3 separate regions of the Zea mays genome follow, and regions 2 and 3 are each linked to region 1. Evidence: chromatin contacts called from public Hi-C data. All regions are on one chromosome and are shown on one strand. Each heading gives the region's core, a stretch centred on a gene start, on an enhancer-like site or on the middle of the called end of the contact. The rest is flanking DNA. Distances are from core to core; before and after follow the strand shown.

What was found. A called contact is a pair of places that touch in the nucleus more often than the background predicts.
Region 2: a Hi-C map of ear shows a contact between it and region 1, with 3 times the contacts expected there. The contact joins the promoter of LOC100191255 here to the enhancer-like site in region 1. A contact is called at or near these places in 3 of 25 Hi-C or Micro-C datasets (ear and leaf) and 1 of 3 datasets of contacts at active chromatin or transcription factors (leaf).
Region 3: a Hi-C map of leaf shows a contact between it and region 1, with 6 times the contacts expected there. The contact joins the promoter of LOC100284970 here to the enhancer-like site in region 1. A contact is called at or near these places in 6 of 25 Hi-C or Micro-C datasets (bundle sheath, ear, endosperm and 2 more).

What each region holds. Positions count from the first base shown.
Region 1 is chr1:182,326,939-182,329,780 of Zm-B73-REFERENCE-NAM-5.0, reverse strand. LOC103640664 reads right to left here. Exons shown (of 4, transcript XM_008664154.4): 4 at 2,367-2,842. The coding sequence ends at 2,535. Among protein-coding and RNA genes, the nearest start is that of LOC103640664, 23 kb to the right of the region's middle. Within about 2 kb of position 1,435, at least 17 of the 20 cell types and tissues checked have an H3K27ac peak or open chromatin away from gene starts, as enhancers often do. A contact at or near this core is called in bundle sheath, ear, leaf and 1 more, where this site is marked.
Region 2 is chr1:181,852,223-181,855,064 of Zm-B73-REFERENCE-NAM-5.0, reverse strand. It overlaps LOC100191255, which reads right to left and starts at 1,353. Exons shown (of 8, transcript NM_001401257.1): 1 at 1,049-1,353; 2 at 773-856. It overlaps LOC103645086, which reads right to left. Exons shown (of 1, transcript XM_008668210.3): 1 at 2,513-2,842. The coding sequence ends at 2,665.
Region 3 is chr1:181,926,174-181,929,015 of Zm-B73-REFERENCE-NAM-5.0, reverse strand. LOC100284970 reads left to right here and starts at 1,410. Exons shown (of 1, transcript NM_001157865.2): 1 at 1,410-2,250. The coding sequence starts at 1,495. The coding sequence ends at 2,028.

The DNA.
Region 1 (2,842 bases), core at 186-2,685:
CGGCGACGGAAACACCCCGCACGGCGGCGCGCCATGGCCGGAATTCTCCCTTTAACCTACGGTGCACGATTTCTAGGCATACTAAGTGCGAAATGGAATTGGGAAGGGGGCAAACATGGGGAGCGGGTCCTTACATTGATTCCAGCAGTGCTCAGCTCTGTCCACGGCGATCCGCGGAACAGCGACGACAGCGAGGGATTGGGTTCGCCCGGGTTACGCACGACCTTCACACGCGCCCCACGAGTAGGGGTGGTAATGGATCGTGATCCAAATGGTTCTTCACAAAATGTTAAGGCCCTAAATAAATTATAGTTCAAAAATGACTAGAAATAGAGTCCGATCCTAACCCGATTTGATCCTTAAATCTTATAGTGCAAAATTTGTAGCCCATTGTCAGCCCTACCCACAAGTGCCCCGGAACGTAGACGAAGCCACCCGGCCGCACGCAACACACCAATTTGGCGCCGAGCACGACAAACAGCAAAGGGCGACGATCCACCCGATCGGTCGCGGCGGAACTCGTCACCCACCTCCTCCCCTCACAAAATTCTCCTCCCCTGGGTATGCGTACAAGGTCAAGGAGAAGAATAGGGTGCAGCACAGCTCGTTTTATGCGCCCAGAGATGGTCAGCCCGACGCCTGGAATGCGTGCAAGTTCTGTTGCAACAGCACGCCGCGAGGAAGGGGGAAACTCTGATGGGTGGGGCCCACGTGGAAGTGGCGCCAGCAGCGTGCAGCGTGAAGCGGTGAGGCTGCACGCGGGACCCACGGGTCAGTGGTAGTGGCTCACAGCAAGCAGCGTTCTTTCCTGGGCTGCGCGGAGGGGGAGTGCGAAGCTGGGCCGGATTGGAAAGAGTTGGGCCGAGCTAGGTTTTTGTTCTTTTCTTTTATTCTCCTTTTCTTTTCTTTTTTATTTATTTTCTTTTCATTTGAATCTCTAGTTTGAATTTGAATCCTTTTGTGGACTTAACCTTTGATTCAAATATTCAAACTCCAATATGTATGAGAATAATATATATATTTTTATACTTATTTTTATTCACCTAGTAATTTCTCTTCTTCTCTCTTTTCTCACTTCTTGAATTTTCCTTTAGAATTTAAATTCCACTTTGGATTTTTTAACCTATTTCTTTTTATGTTATTTTTATGTTGTCACAAAATGCACACAAAACATAATCCAGCATGATGCCATGGTTTAGTGATATATATATTTTTATTAATTGTTTTTAAAGGTGGTGTTCACATGTGATGACAAATGGATGTGATACACTTATATAAATAAAGGAAAACACTTTTCTCCTTTTAATATGATCTCTTACAAATTAGGTGTTACAGTTACAGGCGAAGGGGAAGGTTCTGACGGCATGGCCCCACATGTCAGTATGTAAGGGGTGAAGGGCTGATCCATGAGCCTATTACATTGTTTATCGGATGAGCGTCAAGGGTATTGGGCCCACCGGCCAATGGCCCATGCGGCGAAAAGAAATAAAGTGTGAAGGAGTCGGGCCGCGCGAGGGAAGAAAGGAAAGGAAAAGGGAGAGATGAGACGGCCAGGTTAACACGGCCCACGAGCATGTTTCATCTTTCCTTTATCTCTTCCATTGTTAATTCCCCTTTTGTTTAATTTTCTATTTTGAATTCCTATTTTCAAATCGGCTTCAATTCGGAGTTAAAATTTTAAATCGAACTAGATGCACATTCAAAAGTCCGGCATGAATGCAAATCCAAATTTTTTTACCCTATCTATGAAACATGCTTTTGAATACACCAATTATACACACACAATGTATATTAAGAAAGTAATCTCTATTCTATATTATTTAGAAAAAGATACTTTAACTTAAATATTTTAGAAGATATTTATGAATATATTATTCAATAACTTAACTTATATAAGGATCTTCTATATAATCTCTTATTTGAAAACATATTTATTTTAGAGGATGAAATTTTAAATGTAAGAAAATCTTTATTAAAAAGATAATTTAAAGTTTAAATCTCTAATGAATTTTTCCTAAATCCCAAAAACTAGGATTTTGGGTGTTACATCTCGCCGCTCGCAGGTAGCCCATCAGCTACAGACTTATTGCACACTACCTCTATTCTTGAATATTTGTCGTCCATTAGTTTATTTTTAAATTAAATGGCAACAAATAAAAAAGAACTGAGAGAGTACTATTTGTAGATATGCTAGTGATGAGTGTATCCGTTTCTCTACCTATACAAAAGGCCTGCTAATTTTTTTTGTTAGAATACAAAATGTTTCAATTTGAATCTTTCAGTGATACAATGTTCTTTGTTTGGGGGGGGGGGGGGGGGGGGGGGGGGGGTGGGATGCACACTTCATACAGGAAACATACAGTGGATGGTTGAATACCGTAAGCAATGGCGTTTTGCGCCTTATCTTATCAGGCTGAGTTTCACATCATTTCACGCAGCGCACTATTGGATTGATATGCAGACTTGACAATGCGCGCGTGCACGCACACATGCACGCGTACACATACACATTACCGGGTTGTTCTCGTTGCTTTTTAGAAGAGTTGATGAGCTTTCTTCACAAGTGAAACCAGTGGCTTATCAGTCTTTGTCACCTGATAATGATTATCGACCTCAAATAATACGAGGCAGTTATCGAGATCTGACAACGTCTTCAAAGACTCCAAGAGTACATCCATGAAATTGTGCTCTGTGAAATCTTTGATGCACATGGGCTTGAGCTGTGCCATTGAAACGACCAGCTTGCAGGTAAGCTTCACTGTCCGCAGGCATTCGACCGTGGTTGTGTTGTTAGCCTGTATTATGTCCTTAAGCTTTCTCACCAGCGGCACCATGTCTTGAG
Region 2 (2,842 bases), core at 104-2,603, 470 kb after region 1:
TGTATTCTCGCAATTTGACTCTGTTCTCTGATCAAGTTGATAAAGCATCTAACCATGCTTTCCTCATAAAAAAACAAACAAACATGACCACAGCTAAGAGCCGCCTGTAGGGCATCCCACCGGAATCCAAGAAAACACTGTGTGCTGCCTGAGGCTTAACAAGCCACCGACAGGGTGACCACTTTAGACTAAAAATGGGACACAACAAGTGATCCCTGTATCACAGTATCAGCTGCTCAAACAGGTAGGATGGGCATTTGATTTGAGGCAGACGTCAGTGATGCCCAAATGAATTAATTGTTGAGAAAGGCAGCGAGCCACAGAGAAAAAAAAAGGATAAATCCAGCATCTAAGAGCATCTCCAACAGCATATTCTATAAAAATGCCCTACAATTTAAAAATTAGTATATTTTATATGATTTAGGACACCAACAAAATATTCTGCTCCAACTAGTAAAATCTTAATTCTAGATTATAAGGCAGCCCACTAGGGTGTAGTATAATTGAGGCACTTGAGAGAGTGTTCTATATATTTTTGACAAAATTTTACAAAATGAGACACTTTTGGGGTAGTTTTTCCTGTTTAGAGTCATATATTTCAATTTAAGACACTAGTTTGAGACATTGTTGGAGATGCTCTAAATGGCTGGCTTATGAAGAATGAATGAAGGCACAGATGCCAAGAACAAAACTAAAATCACTCAAGCATCTAGTTGAAGAACATGAGAATTGAGAGATAATAACAGATCAACAGCACAAACACAGCCCAGACTCTTTTCTCGAAGCGTTCTGAACCAAACGAAGCTGACGACGGCCCAGTTCCAAGGTGCAAGATCTTGGGTTGTAAGGGCCAGCACTGCACAGACGATTTTAGTCTCAGACATAACTTCACCCACTGCGAGGTCTAAGTGCACACAGATTACAGTCACCGGCCGCCAATGCCGATTCAGCGGCCAGGACGGATCTCGGAGCACGGATACACAGTGAGGAGCCACCAGGTGAAGAAATTGAGGAAGAAGAGATATCTCAAGGACGGTGAATAACCCACCTGCGCAGCAGAAGTACAATGCCGGCGCCGTCGACGGTACCGCCCGGCTGAACTGAAGGGGGTACGCGCGAAGCGAGGGAGGGGGTGGGGGCAGGGAGACAAGTCCGCTTCTTGTCCTCCCGCTTGCCCCGCCGCCGCAGCGTCGCCTTGGGAGCTTAGAGATGGGCGGGAACTGAGATCGGGGAGCAAAAGGCGCCGGCTTTGTGAACACGACGGCGACGAGTTCGCAGTTCCACTGCTTTGTATAGATTTCCTCCCTGTTGCTCACTGCAACGAAACGTGTCATTGGGCCGGCCCTTTTGTCACTTCCCTATAAGAGAAGGGCGGAAAAAATAATGTAGGGTGTAATCAAATTGAATAATAATTTTTTATTTGGATCGGATAGGACTAATTGGCTATTATTAAGTTGTGTTGGATAAAATTTAAATGAATATTGATATATTAATATTTATTTTTAAGTATGTAGGTACGGATGGATAATTAATAAATAGACTTAAATACAGATCGAATCTCAACTCTTTTAGACGATTGAATTCCAATACAAATAAATATTGAATTCCAATACAAATAAATATTATCTGTACTATTTACATCCCTAAAAGTTCGCTGGGCTCGAAGCTATCGTCGTCGAGACAAACGTTCACAAGATATAAGAAAATTAATTATATTTAAATAAACTACAATGATATAGAAATAGTAACAATGTACAAATAACTAGCTAACTAGAAGTTTAAAAGCGAGTGGTCAAAAAGTGAGTAGAAACTCAAACAAACAAATTGTGCACCAATAGACTAGCCGAAACCACTTCTATTATATCACTCATTTCATCTCTTAGAGCAACTTCAATAGTTCTCTAAAAGACTTTCTAAATCAATAATTTAGGTAGTTAACATGAAAACTATTCTCCAACAGTTCTCTAAATGAACTTTCTAAATTTAACAACTTGTCATCTAACCTCATTTTCTCTCTACATTTAGCAACCATTTAACAACTCCCTAAACAAAAATGTTGACTGCATTATATAGTTTTTGTGACTTATTTTTTATGTGGATAAATACAAAACAAAATTACAACCTATATTTAGAGAACTATTGGAGATCTTACATTTTTTTACTTCAAAAGCTATTTAGCAACTTCTTAAATCTATGATTTAGAGAACTAAAATTTACATAACTATTGGAGCTGCTCTTAGGTCTCTTAGAACTTTTTCGGTTATTTCTATTACATATAGATTTGATGAAATTAAAAAAACATGAGATTTTGACTTATTTAGGATTTAAACTTACCCAATCCTACATAATCTATATGGATTGAGAGCATTCTCTCATGTGGATTGAGTGGGTTTCAATCCCGAATGTCATAATGTTTCATAATTTTTTTTAATCTTATCTAATCATATGGGTTAGAATAACGTAACAAAGTTTTATTCGGATTCGAGAAGGAATGAATTCACATAAAAATATGTAACATGTGTAAGTTTGTTCCTGTCTCTTTTAATTTTGGTCAACGAACAGAATATGTAATTATGAATATATAATTATGTAGCCGAAAAGAAGTGAAGAAAAACAATCAGTCCGACCACATGTAGTTCTAGACGGAACCGAGCTCTCTGCTACCTACTGCCCTGCCTTGCCGCTACCTCGCAACGCAATCGGAGCACTACCACTGATCGGAACCGGAAATCTCCCGACTGAGCTGGAGAACGCCACGCAGAGCACGGCCAGCGCCAGCGCCGGGATCTTCCCTGCGACGAGGCCGGCAAGGATGATCGGCACCAACAGGGGTAGCGGCAAT
Region 3 (2,842 bases), core at 161-2,660, 400 kb after region 1:
CATGTACGATTTCATCCTATGTCCGAAGGTACCTGTACATGTATTATACATGGAAAACATATTAGTCTTGTTTTTGAGGACCTTCGAAAGACGAAGGCCCCCATTATGAACAACATAAATCAAGGAATTGTCTTTCCAATGTGCATGTAAAAAATATGCATGCAGTAAACTGACATACGAACTCCGTGTTCAAGCACAAAATCGTACAATTTTTAGCGTAAATAATAAATGTGTTAGGCATAAAACACAATAATCGAAAAGAAAACACGAATCGGAGGAGGTAGTCGTCGTCAGAGGTCATCGACGACACAAGCACAGATGTAGGTCGTCACTCGGATTGCCCAAACTGCGCCGCAACGGAGGATATCACGCGAAATCATCGTTGAGTGCACCTCGCGCCTTACATGACGCCACTCGAACCTCGCGCCTCGTGCGTCGCCGTCGCTACTCGCACATCGAGTGCCGCCGCCTCGAGGCCCCGGAGACGCCGCCGCTTGCCCGCACAAGGGCCCCGCCGTCGCTCGCCCTCTGGATCGGGGAGCCACCGCCACCGACCTGGGAACCGCCGCCACTACTTCGGATCGAGAAACCGCCACCACTGCGCGTCGAGGTCAGGGAGCCATGGCCATCGCAGCGCACGTTCTCGGGCAACCGCCGTCGTCGCATGCGCTATCGCTAATGAATCAGGATAGGGCGTGAAAAACTGAACCCTAGCACTCCGGGTCTTGTTTTATATACGTCCGAACCTGGTTCGGCTCGACCGGTTTGCACGGTTTGACCTGGGCTTCCTCTAGTTATTAGAAGCTCAGGGCTCTTAACAGTCAAATAAGCACTTGTGTAATTAATATTGATGTGCTGCCAATGCTGTCCTTCAGTCTGGCCTTGTAGCTTAGGATTTGATTTCCATGTCGCGTAGAATTCTACGTACTGAATTCCACCACTGCGTTTAATATAGAATTTTGTGGATACGACGGCAGCCAATCACGCCGCCTACCGTTGCGTTATTGCCTAACTTAATTTGGAGGATCTGGTCTGTGCACGAAGCTTCATATTAGAGGTAATTAATTTTGTCAAAATAATTTCAGCATACTAGTACAGAAAACATATTTGTTGTTGGTATTTTTTATATTTCTACTGGCGCGCGCGCACTTTTATTTATTAACCGCCAAAGAACAAAATTTATAGGTCAGGAAATACTTTACTGTTGCATCCTACACAGGAAATTAACAGTCTGAAATAGGTCGGGAAAGGAAAGAAAGGAACAGCCCAATCTCACTGTCACCCAAAACTGGCGATATGATCGATCCAAGGGTAATTTTGTCATTCCTTCATCCCCGTATAGCCGTATATTTTTCTTCTCCGGCAGCCATAGCCTATAAATATCGCATGCATCCTCCCTAAACTCCTCCACACTACAAACGCATTAAGCTCTTAGCTAGCCCTAGCCACGTACCCACACATCGTAGACAACGCAATTAGCTAGGAATAGCATCCATGGCGTCCGGGGCTGCTGCTTCCTCGGCCCTCTTGCTCCTCGTCGCGGCCTTGGTGGCCACCAGTGCGAGGGCGGCCACATTCACCATCACCAACAACTGCGGCTCGACGGTGTGGCCGGCGGCCACCCCGGTGGGCGGCGGCACGCAGCTTGACCCCGGGCAGACGTGGACCGTGGACGTGCCGGCGGGGACCCAGTCCGGCAGGGTGTGGGGGCGCACGGGGTGCTCCTTCAACGGCGGCAGCGGGAGCTGCCAGACGGGCGACTGCGGCGGCGCACTCTCCTGCACGCTCTCGGGGCAGCCTCCCATGACGCTGGCCGAGTTCACCATCGGCGGCGGCGGCAGCCAGGACTTCTACGACATCTCGGTGATCGACGGCTACAACCTGGCCATGCTCTTCTCGTGCAGCACCGGCGTGACCCTCAACTGCGGCGGGCCCAGCTGCCCAGACGCCTACCTGTTTCCCAGCGACAACACCAAGACCCATGCCTGCAGCGGCAACAGCAACTACCAGGTCACCTTCTGCCCGTGAGATCGCGCGTGCGAGGCAGGCGGCAGTGTGGCCGGACGACGATGCAATATGCAATGCATGCTCCAGCCAACTTCTTTGTTTGCGAATAATAAGTATGTTGTTTGTCCTAGTTTGTTATTAGTGGAGAAATAAAAAAAAGTAGACAATCGAATAAGACGATGATGTTCACCCGTTAGATAATGTAACTTCGATGAGTTTGATCTATATATATGTGCTTGCAAAACATAGAGGACGTGTATGGTCTGAGAACTTTCCGTTTAATGCATGTAGGTCTGTAAAAAAAGTTCAAGCTTGACGAGACGGCTTGGTCTGGCTGCAGGTCAGCATGGCTCAACGCTTAGGACGCGCCAACTGTTCGGTCGCGAGCTAGATCGTGGCTCAATTTAATAATAATTTATTATTATATAAATTTCTAATTAGCATATAGTGTCAATATCAAATAGATGACTATTTGATTCGTTTATGTTGTGTGAGATTACTACACAAAATTAATCTATTTTCTATATTATATTAGTACTGATTTAAAATATGTAACTTAAACATATATATATGGAAATTACTATTTTATTATTTAAAATATGTCAAGTTCGGAGGATCCAAACAACATAGCATGCCAAGTTTGGAGACTAACTAAAACGTGAATATAGTCTCACTAAACAATATTGTCTCCCTAAACAATATTGTATAAGTTTCTATGGGGACTGGTCCCACACTACCGGAACCGGACGCTTTATCGAGTGTCTGAAACACTCGGCAAAGCCTGAAAAACACTCGGCAAAGTATTTGCCGGGTGTGACACTCGGCAAAGAGAGCT